Linked DNA regions of Anas platyrhynchos: region 2 is linked to region 1. The links are chromatin contacts, called in public Hi-C maps. All regions are on one chromosome and are shown on one strand. The core of a region is the stretch at or near the end of the contact, and the rest is flanking DNA. Distances in the headings are between cores, read along the strand shown. Region 1 overlaps SNX25 (sorting nexin 25). Region 2 overlaps CFAP97 (cilia and flagella associated protein 97).

The links. A called contact is a pair of places that touch in the nucleus more often than the background predicts.
Region 2: a contact with region 1 is called in a Hi-C map of F5 follicle, with 2.2 times the contacts expected there. The contact joins two enhancer-like sites. A contact is called at or near these places in 3 of 8 Hi-C or Micro-C datasets (F5 follicle, liver and subcutaneous adipose tissue).

What each region holds. Positions count from the first base shown.
Region 1 is chr4:23,360,537-23,365,644 of IASCAAS_PekinDuck_T2T, reverse strand. It overlaps SNX25 (sorting nexin 25), which reads left to right. Exons shown (of 19, transcript XM_072037226.1): 11 at 3,123-3,254. Among named protein-coding and RNA genes, the nearest start is that of ANKRD37, 31 kb to the right of the region's middle. Within about 2 kb of position 3,219, at least 2 of the 8 cell types and tissues checked have an H3K27ac peak or open chromatin away from gene starts, as enhancers often do. A contact at or near this core is called in F5 follicle, where this site is marked.
Region 2 is chr4:23,436,372-23,441,838 of IASCAAS_PekinDuck_T2T, reverse strand. All of the region lies in intron 3 of CFAP97 (cilia and flagella associated protein 97), which reads right to left. Among named protein-coding and RNA genes, the nearest start is that of CFAP97, 12 kb to the right of the region's middle. Within about 2 kb of position 2,263, at least 6 of the 8 cell types and tissues checked have an H3K27ac peak or open chromatin away from gene starts, as enhancers often do. A contact at or near this core is called in F5 follicle, where this site is marked.

The DNA of each region.
Region 1 (5,108 bases), core at 1,970-4,469:
ACATCTCTACCCACCTCTATCTGCATAATTCTTCATGGCAGCTGATTCCATGTCCCTGCCGCATCTGCAGCACTGCAGTTTAGGGATGTGCTGGTTCTGCTCCCTCTGCTGGCTTTGAAGTAGCACAACACAGTATCATAATCTCCAAATGTGTGATTGGCTCCCTTAAATAAAGGGGAAAAAATAAGACTTGTTATAGTGACTGATTTCCTTTTAAGGAGCCAGAAGAAAGCTGCAGGGCATACTTTCTTTGGACTAAAAATTCTGAGGGATGTGAAACTCTGGTTCTTTGGGCTTGAAACATAAAATAAATAAATAGTTTTTTTTTCTTCTCCCTTTACAGAATGCAGCAGTTAAACAATTTAAGAACCCATTCAGGCAGAAGTAGGGGATTTACATTTGGCTTAGGCCAACCTGTTACCCCGAATGATATTACAGGACCATTGTTCAGATGTTTTTAAAGTGTTGTGAGAACTGTGTCAAGCTTTGCAGGTGTTGTGAGCTTGTGGTCATGGACAGTAGCGTGCAAGACCACCCTGGCCAGCTTCACTCCCTCTGTCCCTTAAATGTTTCCCTCTGCCAGAGGTTTCTGCAGACAACTGGAAATGTGTCCTTAGCTCTTCTGGAGTATCCTGTTCACAGCTGCTCTGCTCTCTGTGTGGCCTCAGCTGTATTTTTCTTCCCGAGTGGCAAGGGCACAGATGTGTTCCATTTTTTTATGCCTGTTATACTACAGTAGCATTTACCTGTAGAGCTTTCAAATGAGTTGTTGAGTCAGCAGTGTGAGAATATCTTGTCACAGGGACTTTATTTTTCAATTCTGGACATGGCAGGTAAAAATTTGTTTCTTAGTCATATGAAGGTTAAAATAGAATTTAAAAAAATCACAGGTGTAAGCCATATGAAGGGGAATGTCATGCCCATTTTGTATTACTTAAAAAAAAAATAAATCTTAAGCTTTCTTGGTTGTTCATTTTCTCTTTTTGAAATGCCTTTGCTGCAAGGCCCATGCAAAACATGCAAGTCTGTAAGGGGCTTGTAGCACCATGTTCAGCTCAGATGCCAGCCAGTCAGGGAAGAAAACTGCTTGTTTGAGTTGCATGTGGGATTCTGAAAAGAAAATGCTCTGTAGGGAGGAGTCTTACTTCCATCTCTTTCTGTGGAATATAAAGAGCAAGGAAGATGACAGGGAGACTCGGGCAGCATCTCTTCTGTACAGGGGCTGCTGCCATACAAGATAACCTGATTTTTGGAGACGTGTGACTGAGGTGCTACTTCCTCTGTGTGTGTGTGTGTGTGTATCTCATGCCTGAAGCACAGGGCTTGTCCCCCTCTAGTTCATGAGTGCAGGCTCATCTCATCCACTGTAAATGTGTATGGGCTGTTTTTTTTTTCTAGAGTTCAGTCTTATCTCCAGTAGCAAGGCAAAGGTTAACATTCCCACTCAGAGTGCTTCCCATTGCTTGCAAAACCTTGTTTACAGAATAAACTCTCTGACACAATTACTGAAATGAAACAGGACTGCTTTGAACTAAAATCCCTCCAACTTCCACATAATTCCTGATAGAGCTTGAGACATTTTTTTTTTTTTTAAACTTGGTCAGATCTTTTCTATTTCTGATGGTGAAGAGAAGCTGGTATAGCCAGCTAGACTTCAATTTAAAATTTGTAACACAGGCAAAAGGAATGACTAAACTGTAAAGAATTACTAAGAATTACTAAGGCAACAAGAATTACTAAATAAGTGCTAAACAAAAGCGGGTGTTACTGTGTATGCATGAGTTAGGTCATGCCATTAATTTCTGTAGCATTACAGTTTTAAAATATTTTCTTCAATATAAGACATACTGTATAATTAAATCCTTATTTATTTTTTTACATTTGCATTACATGCTCCCTTTCTGTTCTTGAGAAATAACTATATTCTTTCAGTACCCTTGGGGAGAAGGGATTGTACCTCTTTTAAAGTGGTATTTTCCTGCTTTTTTTTTGCTTCTAAAATATTTTTTCTTTGAAAAAATATATATCTTTGAAACAGAATAATAATAAAATTGAGCCAGTAGTGCTATAAAATTTTAGTATTTGTTTTATAACGATAGCAGCTGTTGACTTATGATGGGACCTTACAAGTTCTGTGTTTTTCAATTGTTCCTGGATGATGCTTATAGGAGATCTTTCAAGGTGACCACAAAGCAATCTGTATTCTGAGAGTTTACTGTATCCTGAAGGTTAGTTACATGCTGGAAGGTTGTCATATAGCTGCTCTGTAGACAGTCTTTCATCTTACAGGAGACAAATTCTGAGGAAGTTGCTATAGCTCTGTAAAATCTTCTGCCAGGATATACCACTTGTGCTACAAGTTTTACAGCCAAGTCTCATAAAATTGGTGCGTGGTATATTGTATTTTTTTTTTTTTAAATTGTCAGCTTCTGCTGCTGCATCTCTAATGTCACATTTTATATGTATATTTCCACCTTTTCTTGTACTGTCTCCTGCTAGTAGGCATGGTTACTTGTTTTTTGCTGATGTTTTAAGATGCATTATTTCTCCTTTATGAGATTATGCCTGTGAGCCATCTTGATTAGAACATCTCTTATTCAATGTGTGGTTTCCACAAGAATAAATTCTCCTCTTCCCAAACCGAAAATGAATTAAGAGGTAGCTTCTTGGGTGGTTGTTACCATCGCTAACTTACTGGCAATGAAATCTGTTCTGAGGTTCTTTCATCACATCATATATATCTGAAATGGGAAACATGATAAGGAGGATGTCTCTGGTAGTTGCTGTTGCAGTAATTGCAATTTCAAGTTTATATAAAATGTGTAATATGTAGTTGTATCTGAAGTACCTCTTTGATCCTGATAGTATCAGTGATAGAATCGTGTCTTTCTAACTTGTTTTTCATTTTAGTATTGGGGTTGACCTTTGAGATTAATCTATTTCCTATGTCTATAGAAGATATCATAGATTTTCTCAGTTATGATTTTCTTTTCCATGTGAATTTTTCTCTCTCCTGTCTCTTGTACAGTTTATTCTTTCTGAATAGTGTTCTCAAAGATATAACTAGACATGTTACACAAGCTTTTTCTTACCAATGGTAATTGATGAATTTTCCTCTGCAGATTGTTTCTAAGCTGAAGGATGAAATCACCCTGATGGAGAGAGAGCACAATGACCTTCAGCTGCACATTGCAAGAACAGACTGGTGGTGTGAGAATCTTGGCATGTGGAAAGCCTTCATAATCTCAGGCGAGGTATGTTGTTTGTTTGTTTTGTCTTCTGGGTCAGTTCAAACTTGCTAAAGAGAAGAATAAAAACCTGTATATATTTCCTAATACCTTTGTGTATACTTCGTATTTACTTGAGGAGTGGGGGTGGGAAATAACCTCTTCTGAGCTCCTCCTTTCTTTCCCAAGTGAGTACTATGATGCATATACAAATGATTCCAGTCTTCAGACTCTGTTGTAATGAAGTTGTAAAAATACCTGTATATACACGAGCAGGTTTTGGCATTGGGTAATTTGCTATCTTAAGGGCATTATTTTTCATCAGAACTGCATCATGTTGTATTACCATGCTGTCATGCTTGAGCACAGTTGTCTCTTCGGTCTGCCTCAAAACTCACTGACTGTAAATGAAGAAATTCAACAGGTTGAAAAGGCAATGTGCTATTTTAAGAAATAAACTCTCATTGTGTAACCTTCTGGGTTTGTTTTAATGCTGTTTAGAACAGTGAAGCTCTTAATTTAAGTGATCTATGCAACTTTTAAAGCTGTGTTTTAGAAAACAGCAGCATCACGTGCAGCGAAACTGTGGAACAGCAGCTTTCTGGTAAGGGTCTCAATACATAACTGCCCAGTATCTCCTGTATTGCTAAAGGAATATGTGGTTCTGCTAAATGTGAGGGAAACTGGGAGAAAATTACAATGAGTTAGTGCCTTAACTGTATTTTACAAGAGGTACTAGATTAGATAATTAAATGTAGGCTTGATTAATTGTGCTTTTTGCAGCTCTGTGCTTCAAAGGGTAGGCTGGAGAAAATATTAATGTTGTGCTTTTCCATGTTAATTAATTGCTTGGGAATGTTCTGGCCACAGTCGATGATTTCAGGAACATGAGTAGGTGACATTGTCCTCCTATCTGCAAAATACACCCGTGCTAATCCCAGTGTTTTGGTCTGTGATTTGAGACAGAGAAATTTGGTGGCCCTGTGTTCGTTGCAGAGAGGCTTAGTAAAAGTATATGTTGCTGGAGAATTGGAGCTGGAAAGTATAATAGCCTGTCATCAACCTTTTAAAGTGATTTACTAATGTAGCTAATGGATAATGCACAAAAATCTAGTATTACTTATGGCTTGGAAAAATGTGTGTGTGTCCCCTTAGCCTGTGTTCTCTCTCAGGTGAACCTTTAAAGCTTTGAGTCATAAAAATGCACTATCTGAAAAACATAAAAATGATACGAATCGTGTAACCCGTAAGAGTTGTGTGGTAACTGACATTTCTGATTAAAAAAAACATGTTTGGAGGTTCGGTGTTTTGGCTGTTTGATAGAGGTTGAAAAAAAGACTCTAGGAACATACAGAACGAAGGGGACCTGTGATAAGGTCCCCATGAAGGTCCCCTTCGTTCTGCAAGTCCCCTGGAATTAGACTGTCTAATTCTGAGTCACATCTCCCGTACCAGCAGGTCTAAAACTCACAACTCTGTAAACCAATGTGCTTTACTTCCCTTTAGTGGTTTTGGACTTTCATATTGTTTCATATTTTAGCAGACGTTCTGTCTCCTCTGTCTGAAGAAGACTGTTTCAGAGGATAACTTCTATATTTTATTTTAAATCTGCTGAGTTCTTAAAGACTGGAGTTAGTAGATTTGAATAAGGTGGAAAAAACAGCTTGTCTTACTCATGTATTTAAGTACACCAGAATTTAGGGTGTGTATGCTGAGTGGGAGTTGGGAGAGCTGGCTTCCTGTGAGTTGAGGAAAACAGCGGTGTGCTGGGTACATCTTCTTTGAGCCTGCTTAAAGGGGGCTGCAGGCATCAGTCTGGCAGCCTTTATTTTACTGCTGCACAGTTTTTTTGGAGGGGGCAATTTTGGAGAGCTGCTCAGA
Region 2 (5,467 bases), core at 1,014-3,513, 77 kb before region 1:
GGGGGAGAGGAGTAAACAAGTAGTAGCATTTGCATAAAGACTTGCACAGCACACAGTGCTACTTCTCATCTGCTGAAAAGCTGTAAAAGAAATTTCTCTGGTATTCATGGGATTTCTATGAAAGCTGGTTTCCATGGAGAGACACCTGACTTTCTTTGAAGCAATAAACAAGCTGTTTATTGCTTTCAATTTGTGAGCATTGAAACGACCTTGCAGATTAAAAAAGACCAAACCTTACACGAAATACAAATGATAATTAGCAAGTCAAATGCATTAGGACAGGTTAATACAGCTCTCCTAATGGCATTAAGGCTAAAATTAAAATCGTGCATCTTCCACTCTCTTGCAATCCCAGCAGGAAAATGCATTAAATTGCTTCAGTGCTTACACTTTTCAGTTTGCCTGTTGTTTTGTTTTATACTGCTCCACTACCGTATCTGTGACAAATCTGAAAGATATGAAAGGATTAAATCACAGTTCCTCAGAAACGTCTAATAGGTTCAGTCTGAATCTATTCCCCTGTAGTACTTCTGTGCAAATATTTCCTTGTCTATCCATTATTTCATGCTGCATATTTAAAAAAAAAAAGATTTTGGAGAATTCCTGGTTTGATGCTTTTTTGAAAAAAAGGAAAATATGATTTTTAAAGTAAAAACATTCTTATTTACAAATATATGCTTAAATAGGGCTGCTATTTATTCTTGATGTCATAAGAAAAAGAACAAATATACAGGTACAGACAAATTCCACAAATTATAGCCAAGAAGTTAAAGCAATTGCTACATGTTCAGTTGAAGCTGCTATTTAATTTTCTACAATAGCTTTATTCGGAAACACAGGGCTTTTACTTTCACAGTAATGATATTTACATCACAGTGCTTTTCAGCGAGTGATCTATAATTTTTTTCACAATAGAAAATCTAAGGCACAGAAGAGGCAAAATGATTCATCAGAGAGCATACAGGTCAGTGAGAGCTTCAAGGATAGAATTCAGTCTTCAGTCTGTGGCCTAATGTCCTACTTACCCTATCACACCACCTCCTCAGGTTAATAATAGCTAATACCATGGATTTACAAACTAATTCTTACGGACACTTCTGTAAAATAAGCAGGCATCAACCCCATTCTACAGAGAAGAAAACACGAAGTACTAAATCTTCCGTACTCTAAATACCTTCTGCAATCCCATTACTACTGTATTCATACCCAGTGTAAATTCAGATAAAGATACATACAGTATTTTTGCCAAACCACCCTGAATTCTAAACTCCAGAAACTGAAAGACTTGTCTAAAGCTAGAGAGTAAGTCTGCAGCATAATGAAATGAAAACGGAGGATTGCTTAATTCACAATCCATGCCTAACACATCTCTTCATCTGCGTAACAGCCTTTTGATACTTGAAGGGGTCTTATAAAAAGGATGGAGAAGGACTCTTCACTGGGGCAGACGATGATAAAACAAGGGGGAATGGTCTTAAACTAAAAGAGATTTATACTAGACACGAGGAAAAAATTTTTCACTCAGAGGGTGGTAAGGCGCTGGCACAGGCTGCCCAGAGAAGCTGTGGCTGCCCCATCCCTGGAGGTGCTCAAGGCCAGGCTGGATGGGGCTTTCGGCAGCCTGGGCTGCTGGGAGGTGTCCCTGCCCATGGCAAGGGCCTGGAACTGGTCCCTTCCAACCCAAACCCAAACCATTTAATGACTATGAAAATCTGAATTCCTTAAAATAAGGCAGGATATTGGTTCAAGACATAGAATCAAGCAAAAGAGCACCAGAAAAATCTCAAGATTTCTATTCCCATCTTTCTAACAAGCAGCTTTAAGTAAATACTTCCGAAAACAAATTTTGGATGTTATTTCTTCACATTAGCATATTTCATTCCCTCCTTGTGTTCAGACTGCACAGAAGTACAAAAAAAGAGGATGACAACTAACATTTATTATTATGGGTGTTGAATATTGCCAAGTCAGTTCTTATTCTAATATTCTAAAATATCTAACGTTTATTATAAATGTGGAAACAATATTTACTCAAAAGAATGGTGCATATATAAAAAGTCTATGTAAAACCAGGAAACAACCAAAGAACTAAATTTCTACTTCAAAAATCATAATCACACCTACATGTTTTCCACACAGATGGGGAGAAGAGTGAGAAGTCTGTAAAAAACAAACCTTATCAACGCTGAATAACTGAAATAGTGCGTGGCCAAGTTGATAAGATATTTTAATTCCAGCACAGTGTGGCCCCGCAGCTCCAATGCTACAGTCATTCAACTAACAAGCAATTAAACCCTTCAGGGATTCAGAGCTACCATAGCAGTATCATGGATACACCTAACAATCTTTATGCACAATGCAGAGATAATCAATAAGCAATCAAACTCCAGTCACCTGAACAATATGGCCCAGTTGGGCCTAGGTTACACCAGGACTCAGGCTGGTTTTAAGACTCCCATCTCTGCAGTCACAGGGTTCAGTATGAGTGGGGCAGGGAGGGGGCTGTGGAGGGGCTCTCCCTCCCACCCCACCTCCAAGCTGCTCTGAGCAGAGTGGCACACAGCTGCAGGACTGATATGGGAACAATGCAGTGACCAATGCAATACGCTGCAGGTTTGTCTGTCTGCTCTGCACAACCTCTGTTTTAACCACGCATGCAATTTCTACTGAGACTCCTCCTGCTGCAGACTGAGGGCACCATACAACAGAAACGGCGTGGGGAAAGTTGCTGTGCACACCGTATCTTGACATGGCAGCTTACAGATACCCGGGCTCTACGAGTTCTTCCTTATCTCTTTCCTCATGTTACATCTGCTCTCAAGAATACTCTGTTCCCATGCCCTGCCTTCATCAGCCTGCTGCAAAGCCACAGCAATGCAGCCGCACAACCAGGAGGCTCCAAAAACTGCACGTTTCATCTCACTGCTTCCTTTTCTGTAGAACAGATCTTGATTCCAGCACAATAAACGAAGGGACTACATTCATTGCTTTATTTGTCTCTGGCAACGTGCAGAACCTGCTCCTCTCCAGCTATCAAGCATAATCTTCAGTTCACTCTCAGCTACAGTTACCAAGTAAGTTTCTGCTGTTTTAACTAAAACTAGTTCAGTTATTTTCCATGGGGTGAATCAAGGCCTCACTGCAAGCTGCAGTACTTGGAAATGCTCACCTCAGTAGCAGCACACACACAAAGACAACTTTTAGATGTAGCGACCAAGTATTGACACTCACCATTATCAGTTTTTCATTCACACGTCTTGTCACTAAAAATATTTTTAAAATATCAGTAGTAGAGCTGCATGGTAATTCCCAAGTAAAAGCATTCAAACAGCAATACACTGCATAGAGAACATGTGATTTCAAACTAAGATTATATTATCTGTGAGATTTCAAATTATTCCCAATAGCATAACCTAAATTTTAACGTTTATCAAGATAGACACTTAGCTTTAGGCAAAACAAGGGCATTTTTTTTTAAGTCTAAATATGGATTTTTTTTTCAAATGCTTATAAAAATTGAATAGTTTGTAATAAGAGCACAAATACGTACCAAGGGTGTATAAGACAGAAGAAAAGCTATAGTAGCTCATTTCTAATTCAGCTTCAAATTTTCTTCTAAATACTTAATGAATGATATTTTAAGATACACGAACCACCTCTTTGCTTAAAAACCAGATTGCTGCTCTAGATCAGAACTTGTATGAACATCATTAGCCTTTAATAGATTTCTACCCTTTCTTTGTTCTTATGTTTATTTTCTAATACAAGAGATTCAGGTCTTCCCATGTGTTCACACCACCAATGTACAGATCTGTATAAAAATTAATTGCTGCATCACTGCATATCTCCTAGAAACATCACAGTAACAGATGACACTGATATCCTGCAAATTTCTGGGGACCTTGAGAAATCAGACTCACACAACTGCCATAAATCCTTAGACTCAGCTACATTTGACAAACAATTTTAAACTGTTCCATCAGTATCGATTACTGAAAAAAATTTATACTTTAAAGCCAAATCTGAGCCATCCTGATGATCACTTAAATACTGATTCATGCACTCAGAACTGTGCTTCAAGTGAGAACAGTCTAAGTCATGTTCATCAGAACTGGATAGGCACAGACATTTCATGCAGGTTGTCAGGAGGAAGGAGTGGGGGAAACTGATTCACACACACAAAAAAGGACAGAAAAACCTGCAAGCACTAATTCAGAGCTCCTATTTTCCCAGATGAGTTACTTTCCACCATTAATAATCCTGCCCCATTTAAACTCCAAAATACCCAAAGTAATTAAGCTATGTTGTGCTTGCCAACTTGGAGAGGCACTTGGGAGTAATATGCATGTTAATCAGGAACATTAACTGCCAGACTGTATGAATTCTGCTTCTCATTACTCAATCTTTATTATTGTTATTTAGAACCGGTTTTCAGTCTGGGGAAAAACCTCCCTTCTTCAAACAAGTTCGTCTCTGAGAATATTTATTCTGAGCTATAATACCCATTTGTTTTAGGGATGTGATGAATCTTCCCATGGTTGCCAGTCATTAAATAGCTTCTTGCTATCAAGAAACAAATAAAGATGCAGGACATCATTATTTCAATTGCCTAGCAACACCTCTTCTAACATCACATTTTGACAAGTGGTTGAAGCCCTTTCTAGCAGGAAGGAGTTGCTCCAGCACAAGGACTGCCAGAGTCAAGAATCAGCTCTACCTTTCTTGATGGCCAGCTTTGTTCTTACGATCTGAATTTCCATGTAAGTGAAATCCTTATCTCTATTCATAGGAAAGTCAGATGATGCATGCAACATATTTTGAAACCTTCCTCACTATAGGCTCAATCTAGCGAGGTATAAGGTAAAGAAAAATGACAAGCAGCTTTCACCATGCCAGATCTACCATAATATAGCAACTAGGCTTGAAATGCACCAGACTATAAAATTCTTACCTCATTTGATATCAGCAGATTTCTTGACCTGAGTCTTTTACTCTACAGAGCTTACTACTGAGAACTTTGGGCAATAAGAATAAGAGCAAAATCATCGTGTAGATCTTAAAATACACATATGAAGTTATCCAACGCTTTTTCAACCCATACAACAAAGGTTTGGAATGAATGTAGCAAAAGAGATACAAAGCTCTCTCTCAGAGTCTATTTTTAATGTGAAGTAACTCTTTTAGCAAGAAGTAACCACTCAAATTTTTAGTAAAGATCTTATTTCTTCCAAGTATCTTTACCCAACTTTATCATTTTTCAAAAGGCTGACAGTTTGTAAGAAAATTCAAATAATTCTGTTTTGCTATCAAAAAGATACTAGAAGTTTAAATACTTGATTAAACGTGAATTCTCTTTATTATGTAATGTGGTTTTGGACTACCTTTCAACTTAGAAGGTAGAGAATCCAGCATTTTATCAGGAAAGTTAGTGTTTTAATTTAGATAATAAGTTGTGGCATTATCTAGT